2 separate regions of the Sus scrofa genome follow, and region 2 is linked to region 1. The links are chromatin contacts, called in public promoter capture Hi-C maps. All regions are on one chromosome and are shown on one strand. The core of a region is the stretch at or near the end of the contact, and the rest is flanking DNA. Distances in the headings are between cores, read along the strand shown. Region 1 overlaps SRGAP2 (SLIT-ROBO Rho GTPase-activating protein 2). Region 2 holds the start of SRGAP2 (SLIT-ROBO Rho GTPase-activating protein 2).

The links. Promoter capture Hi-C pulls out the DNA fragments that hold promoters and counts their contacts.
Region 2: a promoter capture Hi-C map of liver shows a contact between it and region 1, with 5 times the contacts expected there. The contact joins the promoter of SRGAP2 here to the enhancer-like site in region 1. A contact is called at or near these places in 3 of 5 promoter capture datasets (fetal liver, fetal skeletal muscle and liver), 10 of 47 Hi-C or Micro-C datasets (alveolar macrophages, blood, epiblast stem cells and 5 more) and 2 of 2 datasets of contacts at active chromatin or transcription factors (alveolar macrophages and skeletal muscle).

Annotation. Positions count from the first base shown.
Region 1 is chr9:67,020,530-67,027,537 of Sscrofa11.1, forward strand. It overlaps SRGAP2 (SLIT-ROBO Rho GTPase-activating protein 2), which reads left to right. Exons shown (of 23, transcript XR_002335789.1): 5 at 6,918-6,980. Among named protein-coding and RNA genes, the nearest start is that of IKBKE, 99 kb to the right of the region's middle. Within about 2 kb of position 3,037, at least 52 of the 83 cell types and tissues checked have an H3K27ac peak or open chromatin away from gene starts, as enhancers often do. A contact at or near this core is called in alveolar macrophages, epiblast stem cells, fetal liver and 4 more, where this site is marked.
Region 2 is chr9:66,833,575-66,840,582 of Sscrofa11.1, forward strand. It overlaps SRGAP2 (SLIT-ROBO Rho GTPase-activating protein 2), which reads left to right and starts at 4,493. Exons shown (of 23, transcript XR_002335789.1): 1 at 4,493-4,649; 2 at 6,416-7,008. FAM72A (protein FAM72A) reads right to left here and starts at 6,206. Exons shown (of 5, transcript XM_021063305.1): 1 at 5,499-6,206; 2 at 2,870-3,010; 3 at 457-534. The coding sequence starts at 2,934.

The DNA of each region.
Region 1 (7,008 bases), core at 1,787-4,286:
AATTACGTCTATGAATTAAATGCAGCTATATTATTTTATTCTTGTGATTATGTGAAAGCATAATGTTTCAGCCTAAAAATGTATCTAATTGGGAGTTCCTGTTGTGGCACAGAGAAGCGAATCCGACTAGGAACCTGAGGTTTCAGGTCTGATCCCTGGCCTCGGCTCAGCGGGTTAAGGATCTGGCATTGCTGTGGCTTTGGTGCAGGCTGGCAGCTGTAGCTTTGATTAGACCCCTAACCTGGGAACCTCCATATGCCACAGCTGCAGCCCTAAAAAGCAAAATAATAATAATAATTTATCTAATTGATTTGACAACTGATTATCTTACACCTGCTGTGTACAAAGCAGTGGACTGGGCACCCTGGAAGATAGAAAGATGCCTTAAAAGTTGTAACCTGTCTCTTTCATTATTTTAGCTTTGGTACTTTTTTTAAGATTCAGTTCTTTAGATAATTAAACTGGAATCTAATGAAGAAACCAATTGTGTTTCAAAAGACAAATTCTGGGACAGGTATTGGGTCTCAGACTGTGTCAGGTTTCTGATATTTTCTTTTAAAATGTGACTCTGGTCGCTGAGAGAATTTAGCTACACATTCTCTTCTGAGTGAAGAAGCAACTGGTGAGTTTTTAGTTTTATGGTACTGAGAAGCTCAAGGGATTCTTTAAAAATGAAATGTGATGGCTCTGGGAGTCACTTATACCGAAGCAGTATCATTATCACTTGAAATATCTATTAGTAACTTAGAAAGGCAAGTTCAAAGAAAGGATGTGCTATGTAATAGCAAGATCTTTTGAAATCCCATTTCTGTTTCTGGCAAGCTAGATTCAGCTTGCTCTGGAGTTAGGTTAAGTGTGGAAAGCTCTTGGCTGAGATTGAAAAAGAAATTGATCTTGAACTAGAAAAGCAGCTTAAGAAATTCCATTTCTAGTAATATTTTTGAGTCTGGAAGAGTTGCATGCGGATAGGCTCAAACATCAGCTTAATGTCGATCTTTCTCAGTAGATTATAAACTTTTAAACTATTTTGTATACATCTATATTTTCCATTAAACTGCAAGTGCTTAACACATCATAACATTCAGTAAATATTTGCCATGGACTTTTTATTGATCACTCCTTAAAATTCAGCATTTCCCCCTTGCCAAGATCTAGTAATTGAACCTACTTCAAAACATGCCATCAGCCACCTTAAAGGCCACGTTACTTAACACGTGTCTTGGTTGGTGGGCTTCAGTCAGTAACCAACTCTTTTCTTTAGTAATTCCGCAATTACAGTGTGCCCAGTCTTTTTAGGCCTGTGTATAATGACTCATTATTGATGAGTTGTAAAAGGAATTTAGTGAATTATGACTAAATGGAGGAGACAAGAATAGGAAACATCAGAATACAGTGTAAACAAAAAGTACTTTTACTGTAGACACAGATATTACATTGGATTGAAATTTCAAAAGTGTGGGTTTTTTTTCTTTTGTCTTTTTAGGGCCACACCTGCAGCATGTGGAGGTTCTCAGGCTAGGGGTCCACTCCGAGCTACAGCTGCCAGCCTACGCCACAGCCACAGCAACTCCAGATCCAAGCGGCGTCTGCAACCTACACCACAGCTCACGGAAACGCCGGATCCTTAACCCACTGAGCAAGGCCAGGGATCGAATCCACATCCTCATGGTTCCTAGTCGGATTCATTAACCACTGTGCCACGATGGGAACTCCTGAAGTGTATTTTTTTTTTTAAATCCTATTCTGCCTTATCTTCAGAAGGTAAAAGCACTTCAAATGTCCCTCTTGAGGCAGCTCCCAGCCTGCCTTTCTATAAAAGTCTTGCAATTCAGTGTATTTGTATTTTATGCTCCCGTGGGCTCCTCAGAGTATATAACTAGAGCACAGGCCTGCTAGAGCCATCATACGCTATCCTTTATTTTTTTCTTTTTTTTCGTTTTTTTGGCCATACCTGCAGCATGCAGAAGTTCCTGGGCCAGGGATCGATTGAACCTATGCCACAGCAGTAACCAGAGCCACAGCAGTGACAATGCTGGATCCTTAACCCACTAAGCCACCAGGAAACTCACATCATGGGGATTTTTGAGTGAAAGCGGTATAGAAAGAGTCCCCTTGCATAGATAGAAGTAGCTTGGCCCCAGAGGAATCTAGAAGTCCCTCCTGAGTTTTGACGCGCATGATCACACCCCCTGTACCCCTGCAGCCGCATCCTGCACCACCTGTTTGGATGGGCTGAGTTGGGTTGGGGAGGGGCCAGACACAGTGCCCATTGTCACCAAGCACTGACCCTGGTGCCAGACAGCCACTCCTTTTAGCCTCGTCCTGCCCACCAAAAGCACTTCAGGCAAAGCTCCAGCTCTTCAAACTTGGCCTCTTTGAAGTGGTGATCCAATGCCTCTGACACTGTCACTCTACATCTGGTGACACTTCTGCTGCTGCCAGAGCCTTGTATAGCGTTCACCTCTCTTTCCCCTGAAATCTGTAAATGTAAATCCGATTTGAAACTAGGTTTTCTTTCTTAACAGTTGCCCTCAGAAGTGCCTTTGGGGTAGGGAGGGGGTGGGGCGCTGGCAGAGAGAGATATATGCCCTTGAAAATTGGATTCTTTTTTAGAAAACTGCTGACACAGGCTAATCGGCAGAGAACTAAATGACCCTACTGTTTCTACCTGCTGACAGGCTCAGCCTTGGGACAGGGCTGAAATGAGCTCTCACCACACAGCAGAGACAGGCCTCCCCCCCCTTTTTTCTAATACAAATAAGGGGTAATTCTGTGCCTGTCAAATAATACAGCTCTGTAGTATAGATGGCCATTAAACAGCCCCTTCTCCCTAACTCGGAAAGCACACGCATGCTGAGCCAAGTACCTAGAGTATCATTTAGTAGGTAATCTCTGATGAGAGTTAAAAATGTCTTCATTAGCGGTGTTCTTTGGGAAAAGCTAATAGACAAACCCATCCAAGCTCAGGCTACGTCTCGCTCCAAAGATGAGTGACCAGCCTCGTGTCCCGACATCCTGCTCAGGCCACGGAACCTCACGTTTCCTTATATTTCTGCTGCTCTATCCTTTCTGGGAGTGAGGAGGTTCCGGAATGTGACGGTCTTGGGGAAAGGAGGCTGTGTGTTTCGGTTCTGTCGTCCATTGCTGTTATCTGTTGGAAAAGGAGGGTTCCCTGCCCCTTTGGTAAATAAGCACACAGCTGGCAGGAGCTGTTGCAATCTCACTGCCTTCCGATCAGCCCCGCCCCGGCAGCAGGCAGAGTGCCCCCCACCCAGCCCCCCCAGAAACTCACTGGCCAAATGGTTGTGGTGAGTTTCAAAATAAAAGCTCCTGCCTGCGCACCCCATGGCACTTCCTCTCTCAGAGAACCAGCATTGTTTAACTGTGCCACATCTCTGGTCTAAATTTAGGCATCTTTTTTTTTTTTTTTTCCAGGCAAAGATTACTATGCAGACATTTAAGAGCAAAACTTTGCCCAAAGTAATTTTTTCCCTCGACTTCTTTTTGGTTTCCTGCGATGTTTAGATGACTCATTCTCTTCCAAGAAATTTTAAAGAAAAGAGATGCAGGCTGTGTGATATGCATCAAGACTGCTCTGTAAATTCTCTTTCTCTTCCCTGCCGAGAGACCCCTTGCTGTTTTTTATAGGAAGCGGAAAGGCTCCAGAGTCTGCATTGTCATGGACTCGGCCCCTTCAGGTCCTGTTGTTCCCAGGCATAAACGTCCCCCTTGTCTTTGGGTGGAGCTCCCTTGTAGCTTCCCAGCTTTGACAACTGCTCCACAGCAGTGCGGAAGCCGTTTTTGGGGTCACTGGGGCCACCCTCACCCCCAGAGGCACACAGTCAAGGTTTCTGAAATAGAGAACGGTGACCTTTTATCCTCTAGGAAAGGAGAGGTACAGACCATTGCCTGCCTCTCTTCTCAGAGTCAGAATTGCACAAACGCTGGGGGCTTTAGCATAACTGTGACCAGGCTAGCAACACGTGAGTTCCCAGCCCAGCCCTTAGCCAGAGGGAGAATAAGTCAGAATCACTTCTGCAGCCTGTTCAAATAAACAGGGATAATAGTTGAGTCGGTCCTTTTCCAACAAATCAGTCCTCGAAAGGAAACACCTGCCTGGGCTTCATTGCTGTTTTATTGGTTATGCTTTTTCTCCCGCTCCTCTTCCCACCTCCTCTGGGGCTAAGGTTATTGCAATCGGGGCTAAGCAGCAGGGTAGAGGGATGGGAGCTTCCTCCTGTAACCTCTGCCATTTAAACACAGGGAGGTGTAAGGGAGGCTGGCAGGGGGCGCTGGCCTGGAGGCAGGAGGGCAGGGCATTTGGAAATGTTGCTCACGGCCACTTTCTGGCCTCGGTGCTGACTCTGGAGCTGGTGGGTGTGTCGTTTCCCTTCACCTCACCTCCTCTGACCTCTGCTGCTTTAGTGGAGCTCAGCTCTCCTCATCATGGGAATATGAGGTCCTGCATGAGAGGCCTTTGCTCTTGTGGTTTCTTCTAGTGGTTGACGGCATTGCATGAGAGTCATTTGGGAAGAGTAAATTTAAGACCGGCAAGGGACTCCTGAAGCCAGCCAGCATTTTGTAGAGCAGCTCTGTCCCCAGAACTTGCTCAGTATCTTCTGCTCTGTGGAGGGAGACCAACCCATGAGACATGGAAGTGGGTGGTATTTGGGTCTGATACAGACTCAAGAAGCCAGGTGAAGGATCACGAAGAATTATGATTGAATGGCAGACGTTGCGAAAGACCCTGGGAATATTTAAGCCGAAGACTTTCATTTTATAAAAAAGAAAACAGAGGTCCAGCGAAATGGCCCAGGTTGTCCTCCAAAGTTATCTTCTTGATGGTGTGAGAGCTGGAAATAGAAGAGTCTTGTGATTGCTGATTCAGGGCTCCTTTCATCCCTCTCCACACGGCCAGGTGTAAAAATTCATATCTACTTGCAACAAAGGTCACACATATGTTATGTTCCATAATTAATTCCTCAATAGAAAAACGGTAAAGCGTAAAAGAAAAGTGAAAGTGACTGGTTAACATGGGAGAAAAAAAAAGTTTCGGGCTCCCTAGAGTCAAAGAACTGTAAATTAAAATAGGATACCATATCAAACTGTTCAGACCCAAGAAAAGTAAAAAAACATTCTCATATGCTTCTGGGGGGATTTTATATGGGTCCATTTTTTTTTTTCTCGAGGGCAGTTAATGGTATAAATTAGCAGTCTGACTCAGCAGTGTTACTTCTAGGAGAAAATGATGACAGGTTTGTGCATAGGTTATATACAGAGTAACTAAATACAGCATGTTTTATTATAAAAATTTGTAAGCAAAGTAAATGTCCAAGAATTGGACATTATATCAATGTACATCAATATAATCTATTGTAATTATAGAAGAATAACATGTAGGGGAATGTTCACAATAGACCTCGAGGGGGGAAAGTTATAGTGTGTATAATGCAATTCCAATCCCATAAAAGTCATAGAGAGATTAGAAAAATGTACAACAAAGTTTAAAAAAAAGAAAAATGTATAACAAAGTTTAGAGTAGTGATGTTTTAGGGGTAGGAATTAAGGGTTACTTTTGTCTTTTCAGGTTTCCTACAGTTTTCTGATGTATGGTATAAACACATATTCCTTTTGTAATCAGAAAAAAGAATTTTAAAGTCACATATCTTTGTTTGTTTGTTTGTTTGTTTGTTTGTTTTAGGGCGGCACTCGAGGCATATGGAAGATGCCAGGCTAGGGGTTCAATCAGAGTTGCAGCTATCAACCTACGCCACAGCCATGTGGGACCCAAGCCATACCTCGACCTACACCACAGCTCACAGCAACGCCGGATCCCCCACCCAGTGAGCGAGGCCAGGGATCAAACACGCATGCTCATGGATACTAGTCGAATTTGTTTCCGCTGCGCCACAAAGAGAACTCCCTGAAGTCATTTATTTTGAAAAAAAGCAAGACCTTAAATGGTTATGTTTCTGATATGCAAAACCTCTTCCTTTCTTTGCCTGGGAGCCGAGCTATAGCAGTGGGTAGCATTTTACCTTCTGTTAGAAGGGCATTGCTGGTATCTGATTCTTAGTAGGAAAGAACTAGAAGGATCTGGCAGAAGATAAAACAAGGGTTTCCCCTCTCAATGACACAGCGATGCCAATCAGTTTTATGCCCTGCTCTCATGGACTTGGCATTAAACACTCGGTATCCAAGGCGTGGCTCTTATTTCCTTCCTGCTTCCTTGTTCTTCTCTGTTTCTACCCTTCTCCCATGTAGTTAGATGCTAGCCCTGGGAAGCAGCGGTGAAGAACCTGAGAGCCACCAGGGCTTGAGATTAACCAATCAGACACCCCGTAACATATATTATCAGACTCGAGTAACATTAGCAACCAATCAGGATTGAGGTATCACTGCCCTGAGAGTTTGGGGTAAAAATAAAGCAAGTAAGAGGGATAACTTCTCCTTGCTTGGAGATTCTTATGGAGTCAGGTACTTTGAAGTCCTTGGATGTTTACGTACACATGCCTCTCTCATCCTCTTTCGCATCTTACTTCCCTCTGCAGTTCTCAGAATGCTTGACTACGAGTATCCAAGAAAGCTTGTCCACTTAACAACAGTTGCTAAGTAGGGTGTGCCGTTCTGGCCTGCTCTTTGGGGACCAGTTGAAAAATCAAAGGCTTTGACCCATTTTCCCTCTGCATGATTTTGCCTTTGCTGGGCTCTAGAAGGGGCCCGTTTCATTTTATTAAAACTCTTTGAGTAATCTGACCATAGTTTGATCTGATCAGAGGGGTTATCTGATTTGCTGGGTTCAATGATGGGCCTTAATTACATCTGTGTTATTTGCGGAGCCAGCACTGCTCTTGCCTTTGTTGCCCCTCCCTCCTCCTTCTGTTGCCCAGTTAACCTTCATTCCTCTTTCTTTGCAGAGCAAAGAAGTCGGCCAGCAGCTCCAAGATGATCTGATGAAGGTCCTGAATGAGCTCTACTCGGTAAATCGGACGGGTTGCTTGGCTCTTT
Region 2 (7,008 bases), core at 3,243-5,742, 190 kb before region 1:
ACTTGATCTTTAACAACCCTACAAAGTAAACACAAAAGATATTTTAATTTCTATCTTAAGATGACAACTATAGTCTTAGGATAGAAACAGGTTCAGAGGCTTAGAGGTTTAAGGCGTTTACTCAAGCTAACATAGAGAATAAAGGTAGGGCCAAGGCTCAAACCTGATTTTTATGACTACAAATCCAAGTGTTCTTTCTCCCCCCAAAACTACACTGCTTGTTTCTGAAAGTTAAAGCAGATATTTGTTAATGCACTTTGAGAAACTGTAAAATCATATACACATGTAAAGCGCCACGAGACCCTTTTAAAAAACAGTTCTGTGTAACAAATGGTTTTTCAACGGCTCATCGCATGGGTGATAACCAGTGCTCGATGCAGTCCACTGAACTCTGTGCTTTGGTGTCAACATCCATCTCCTAAACCCAGAGCTATTTGGAATATTGCCACAAATTACCATTTTAAACATGCGATGTCCTTCAGTTTACATTTGCAGATTTCAGTGAAATAGCATCTTCCAATGAAGTCCACTGCACTGGAGAGGGAAAAGTGTAGAGATAGTCAAATGTACATAAAAAACATGTTGTAAAAAAAAAAATACAAAATATAGTAAGTTAACCATTTAAAAAATATATATATTAATTTGCTTTTTAGGGCCACACCTGTGGCATACGCAAGTTCCCAGGCTAGGCGTTGATCCCAAGCTGTGTCTGTGACCTACACCACAGCACACAGCAACTCCGGTTCCAAAACCCACTAAGAGAGGCCAGGGATCATGGCTATTAGCTAGGTTTGTTACTGCTGAATCACTACAAGAACTCCACCATTTTTTAAGTGGACAAGTTCATAAGTGTTAGGTGTGTTCACATTTTTGTGCAATGAATCTCCAGGCCATTTTCATTTAGCAAAACTGAAACTCTGTACCCATTAAATAACAACTCTCCATTTCCCTCTTCCCCTGACCCTCAACCACCATTCTACTTTCTGTTTCTATGAATCTGACTACTTTAGATACCACAGATGAGGAGAATCACATAGCTTTTGTCTTTTAGTGACTTATTTCACTTAGCATAATGTCCTCAAGGTCCATCCATGTTGTGGCATGTGACAGGCAGGACATCCTTCCTAAGGCTGAATAATGTATCAATGTATGCATAAACCACATTTTGTTTATGAATTCATCTGCTGATGGACATTTGGGCTGTTTCTGCCTCTTGGTTATTATGAATATGCCATTTATTTTCCATTAAAGTGGCACCATTTTATATTCCCACCAACAGTGCACAAGGGTTCCGATTTTTCCGAACCCTTGATACAAAAAGTACTTTTGATTGTGATTTACATGAATTTTGTAAACCCAAAGAGCCAAAAGAGACTCTAAGAGAACTATAGTATATTTTGTTAAGAGTTAATATTTGTGAGCTCATTATAAATGACAAACAAACCTTCCATGTAAAAAATCTTGTGTGTTCATTGACTCACATCCATGTTAGCGCATTAATCCATCACCACTGTAACCATTATAAGGAGGAGTAGACAAGGGAAAAGACCTGATTATATTCCAGATCTGGCCTAACCTTTAACAAGTCACATATCTGAGCCCTCCTTGTGACTATCTTAAACTTTCCACAGGTATTACAAAGACTAATGGGTTAATATTTAAAATTTTTGTTTCTGTATGTGCTACTAAAAAGAAAAGGCGCTAGATAATTTAAATCATAGAAACTTGGCAAGAGTAGTTTCTAGATTTATTGTCTACTGCTTCTTCTTCTTATAACACATACATACTCACAGAGGTACTTGAAATAATAACCCATTTATCTTTGCAGTAAATGAGGGCCTTTGGCTTTGTCATTAGGCATGACCACATTTAAACCAATGTAGATAGGATTTCAAGGAAGAGTCCACAGCTTTGAGTATATTTAAAAAAATTTAAAGTGTCTATCGTGATCATAAAATCCATTTGAAAGTATTCTGATTATTAGCCTGACTCCTCTGGCTCTGTGTCCAAAGAATAGCTGTCCAGGTATATTTTTGATAATTACTTTTTTGCTTTAATGATAAAGTTTCAATAAAGAGCATAATCTTTAAAGTCATGTAAGGGCACATATAAGTCGACTATAGAAAGAGAAAGTATGTTTTAGAACTAGAAAAAAGGTATATTTAAAGCAAATAAAATGGCCTTTTCAAATAAAAAGCTAATTCTTAAGGACTACCCAATAATAAGTAGTGACTGAAAACAGAATTTAAAAAGGATTTAAGTATGCAAACAAATACATAATGTCTCAAATAGGCTTTATGGGAGCCAAGGATCATTTTAAGGCTAAGTCTCTATTTCATCCCATGAAAATCAACACAAGTCTTTCTCACTCAGAGAGACAGAGGGAGAGCAGGAAAGAATACTGAATTAGATGGACAATTGATCTGATTTGACATGCCAATTGCAAATAATGGTAGAAAGCTAGGGAAAGTTTTTTGGTGTAAAACTTCAAGGATAAAAATGAAAAACTCAAATGACCTCTCTCACCAACAGTACAGAAAATCTTGCCTAAATTACCTAGAATCTGGATTGTGGACTTGATCCAGTGAGAGGATGGTTAGGCAGCACACAGCTGCCAGGGATCCAACTTGAGAGATCACATGACTATAAGTGAGCTAGCACATTACATCAGGACTGACCACTCTGGCTAAACCACAGACTTCGTCCAGACAGTCTGCCCCCTTAGTTACACTCCCAGGGGATCATCAGACTGTTGGGAGTGGCTGGAACACCAAAATGATAACCTCCTTTGTTGACTCCCAGAAGTCCAAGCCAAACACTTTTCCCACTTAGTTAAAGGCTACTGTTGCCCGCCAATAGCATGACTTACTTGGTAGGAGGGATGTCTGTAGAGAAAAGGTCTATTTCAGTGTCGCCCAGCAAAACAGCCTTCATTCCTCTATAGCTGAGCACTTGTTTACAGAATTTGCAACACAGGATGGACACGCGGCGGTCCTTGAAACTACAACAGCTGGTAGACATGGCGTCCGGGGAAGGATGAGATGTGGGATTTTCAAAGTGGAAACAAGAGCTATTCCTTTCCTAGTTTGATGCCCCAGGTTAAAAATCAAATTGCGAGGCCTCGAGCTTTTCTAGGCCCTAAAATCGAGAAGGGAATGAGTTCCTTTTCGATTTTCCCGTGGGAGGGTATAAGTAATATTTACTGAACAGGGACGGGAGAAATAGCAACTTTGACTTTCTCTTCAACTTTCGGGCAAGGGAGTGGAGAGGAGACAAAAGGCAAGCTGCCTCGGGAACTTTTCTGCAATATTCCCTTACTCCAGTCTAGAAGGATCCTTTACCCTTTAACTCCCGCCCCTTTGGCAATTCCCTCAGCTTCTCCCGTGTTTTATCTAAACCTTCCCTCTTAAGCCCCTCCCACGGAGAGCTCCAATTCCTCTCTCTGGGATCGCAGGCTAAGCTTTCCTACCCACGCCTCCTCTTTGGAAATCTTTCTCCTCTCCCCAGAATTCAGAAATCTCCTCAGCTTTCCCACTGGAAGGATCCTGGGTGCTTCTTAGGCCTCCCGCGACCCTCCTCTGTTCTGCTCGTTCGCGGGCCCACCGCTTCACTTCTCTCCCCGCAGCCCCCAGCCCTTAGCGTGCGGGCTCTCGCGCGGTTCCTCTCGCGTCTCTCTCCCCTCGGCTCTCCCTCGTGCCCCCCGCAGTCCCCTCAAGTCTCTCCCGAACGGCCGCTCCAGAGCGCGCGGTGGTATGGGTGGGGCGGGACAGAGGTCGCTTTGGGGGCTCAGACGGCGTTGAGGTCTCTGCCACCGATTGAGGTCTCTGCTACCGAACAGGTCGTTTTTTGCTCCCTCTTCCGCTCTCTCTGCCTTTCCAACAGGCTGTCAGTTTGAATTGCCAGCGTCGCGCACCGATTGGGAGAACTAGAGTTTGCCCACGTCCCGCATTGGAAGGCTTGGGAGCCTGCCCCTGGCGAGATCTTAGTGGCTAAGAAACCGTACGCCACGCCCCAGTAACGGTGCCTTGATCCACTCGGCTTTCTGGTTGGCGGATCTTGGCCACGCCCCCGATCCCATTGGTCAGCCCTGGGAGGTTGGGGCAAGACCTACTCCCGCCTCAGTGAGAGAAGCAAGGCACGCCCTTCGCGCTTTTTACTGGAAGACATTCTAAAGGTTCCCGCCGGTCTCTACTCTCTATTGGCTAAAACTCTCCGCAACGCCCCTCCTCTCTACCCCGGTCCAATTGGTCGTGCCTTCTCTCAGGAGTATGTGTTTGGCTGTGGGTTCCATTTTAATCCCGCCCATCAGTTCTACTTTGGGGTTCGGCCACCCTGGGAGGAGCTTACTCTGTGACCACGCCTCGGTAGTGCTAGTCACACCCCCAAGTTTCGCCAGCTCCTCCTCCTCATTCCAGGCCTCTCGGGATCAGCTATTTCTATTGGCTAAGAGCCCCATCGGTCGATAGAAAACGGGTGGTGATTGGCAAGGGGGTGGGCTCTGCTTCCCGGCGGGGTCCTGCGGAGTTGGCGGAGGCTCCTCCGGGGACTAGGGGACCGATCTGCGTAGAAGCGGGTGGCGGGGAAGAGGGGAGGAGAACTCTGTGTGGGAAGCGGAGCCGGGGGCCTGGGACCCGTCGCGTCAGAGCCAGGTAAAGGCTCCTTCCCTCTCCCCTTTTTCTTCCCGGCCGCGGAGCTGGAGCCCTGACTGAACAAACCCGGGCAGGGGCGGGAAGGAGAGGGCGCGGATGCTGCTTTCGGCAACGCTTTAACATTGTCGCTTGGAATATCTCAGACCCCCTCCCCCCATGACCTACTCCCAGTCTCCCAGTGCAGCCCATAATACTACTCAGGACTGCATCTCCGCCTATCACCATACTGCCTAGGACTCTGCGTTGGCTCACATGCAGCCGCGCAGTCCGCACCCAGCCCCCTCCCCAAGTCCTGCACATGGGCAGCCTCGGTCCACCTTTTGGCAACCGTCGGTGGCATCACTTGCAGCCATCAGCTGCCCTCTTACTCTGTCTCCAAGCCCCGGCAGACAGCCCAGTTACAGCCCTGGACCTAGAAGGATGGGTGTTCCGCACTGCTTCCGGGGCTCTTCCCCTGCCCGAGCCCCCAGCCGGACCTGAATGGCTCCTCTTTACGCGCTCCAGTTCCCAGACATATCTGGAACCGCAAAGTTGTTAACATCCTAGCGCTGCGTGTAGCATCGCGGCCCACAATAGTCTCCTAACTTCCCCCCCAGCCCCAGGGTTATCCTCCCTTTGCCCTCTCCCCGCCTATCAAGCGCGTGCAGAAGCTCCAGTTATCCCTGGCTCCCGTGCAGTCTTAGGACCCCACCTCTCACCCCCCTCCTCTCTTCCTGCCGGCCTGAATCACCACGCCGCTTCTGCTCTCCCTTCCTCCCTCAGTGCGGCCCTTTCTTCAGGCGGGGGAAGTGGGAGACTCCCGGCGCGGAAAGGGAACCGGGCGGCCCAGGAGGGAGAGTCGCCGCTTACAGCGCGTCTTGTAGCGAGACTCCCGGCACTACACTCCGCCCTCTTCTCTCCCGCCTCCTGGGCCTGGGTCGAAGCGGAATCTCCTAGGGCACCTCCTGGTGCGAGGAGTCGGGACTGCTGCCCTCACTGGCCTTGCCCTAACCCCCAGCCTGGGATTGGGTGCGGTATCTGAGATCTCTGGGCTTGGGTGACCAATTAGGGGTGGCATTTAGAGTCACTCTTGTCCCTGACTTGGGACAGGCGGCGGCTGCCTTCCGTCCCCCCGTCCCCCACCCCCGCCTTCCCGGTTTTCCCGACTCCGACCCTCGCCTCTAACCAGTTTCCTGCTTCTGCCGACCACATTGTTTTCCTGGATGTGTCCCGTGCCGAGCAGGCTTTTTCCTGCAGATCTACCCCCCCCGCCCCCCCCTGCAACATTTTGCTGCCAAGAGAAGCTAGTAACCAAAAACAAAACAACTGAGAGGAGGGGCGGAGGGGAAGAAAAGTTGTGCCCGGGTGCCTTGTCCCTCCCCGGCTTTGATCCCCTTTGAAGTCCAGGGAGTTGTCCCAGCCCGGGTCGGGGACCGCGTCGGAGGCAGGGCCGGGAGAGTTCCCTCCGGCTGACGCTGCCCAGTTCGGGAGGCCGCCGAGGTGCCGCAGTCCCCGCCCGGAGCCCCGCGTTCCCGCCGCAGTCCCCACCCAAAGCCTGCTAAGGCGGCTGCTCCAAAGTGTTTTTTTTTTTTCAGCCTTAAAACAAAATCCGGAGGGAGCTTCCTTCCTCCCCACCTCTCTGCGCCGGGCTCTGAGGGCCCGGCAGCGTTTGGCCGAGATGAATGGGCCCAGGCCAGCCTGGAAACGGCGTCCCCTACCCCACCCCCGCAGCGATTAGGATCTGCACTGGGGCTGATCGCCCCCTCCCCTTTCCCCTGCATTTACAGGCAAGTGAACCGGAGCAAACGACTTCCGATCCAGTCTACGCTGCTGCGGCTCCCGTTTGGGATTTGATTTGCAGCATCTTCGAGTCTGTGCAACAAAAAACCGCGAAGCACGCCCAGCCCTCCCCCAGCACCCAGAGACGCACCCGCTCCCTCCCGGGGACCCAGCTGGGCGCGTCCACACCCCCGCACCCCCACACCATGTTGTGCGGAAGGACTTCCACTCCCCGCCTGTGTCGTTGATGTCAGACCCCAGGCCAACCTCCGGGCGCTGCAGTTCTCCTGGCTAATGCTGAGGCTGCGGCTTGGGCTCTAGCACAGGAACCGACCAACGCCGCGCCCGGCCCCAGCGCCCACCGACTGCATGTGCCCGCCGTAGTCGCCTGCCCAACCCGCAGCCCGCGCTCCCCGGAGCGCTGGAGACCACCGCGGGGGGCCCCTTCTGCCCGCGGGAGAAGCGATCTTGGAGGTATTGATTTCGGTGGTTGGATTTTCCCCGTGGATCTATCAATTCACAATTCGAATTTGGAAGAAAGAAGGAAAACATGACGTCTCCAGCCAAATTCAAAAAGGATAAGGAGATCATAGCGGAGTAC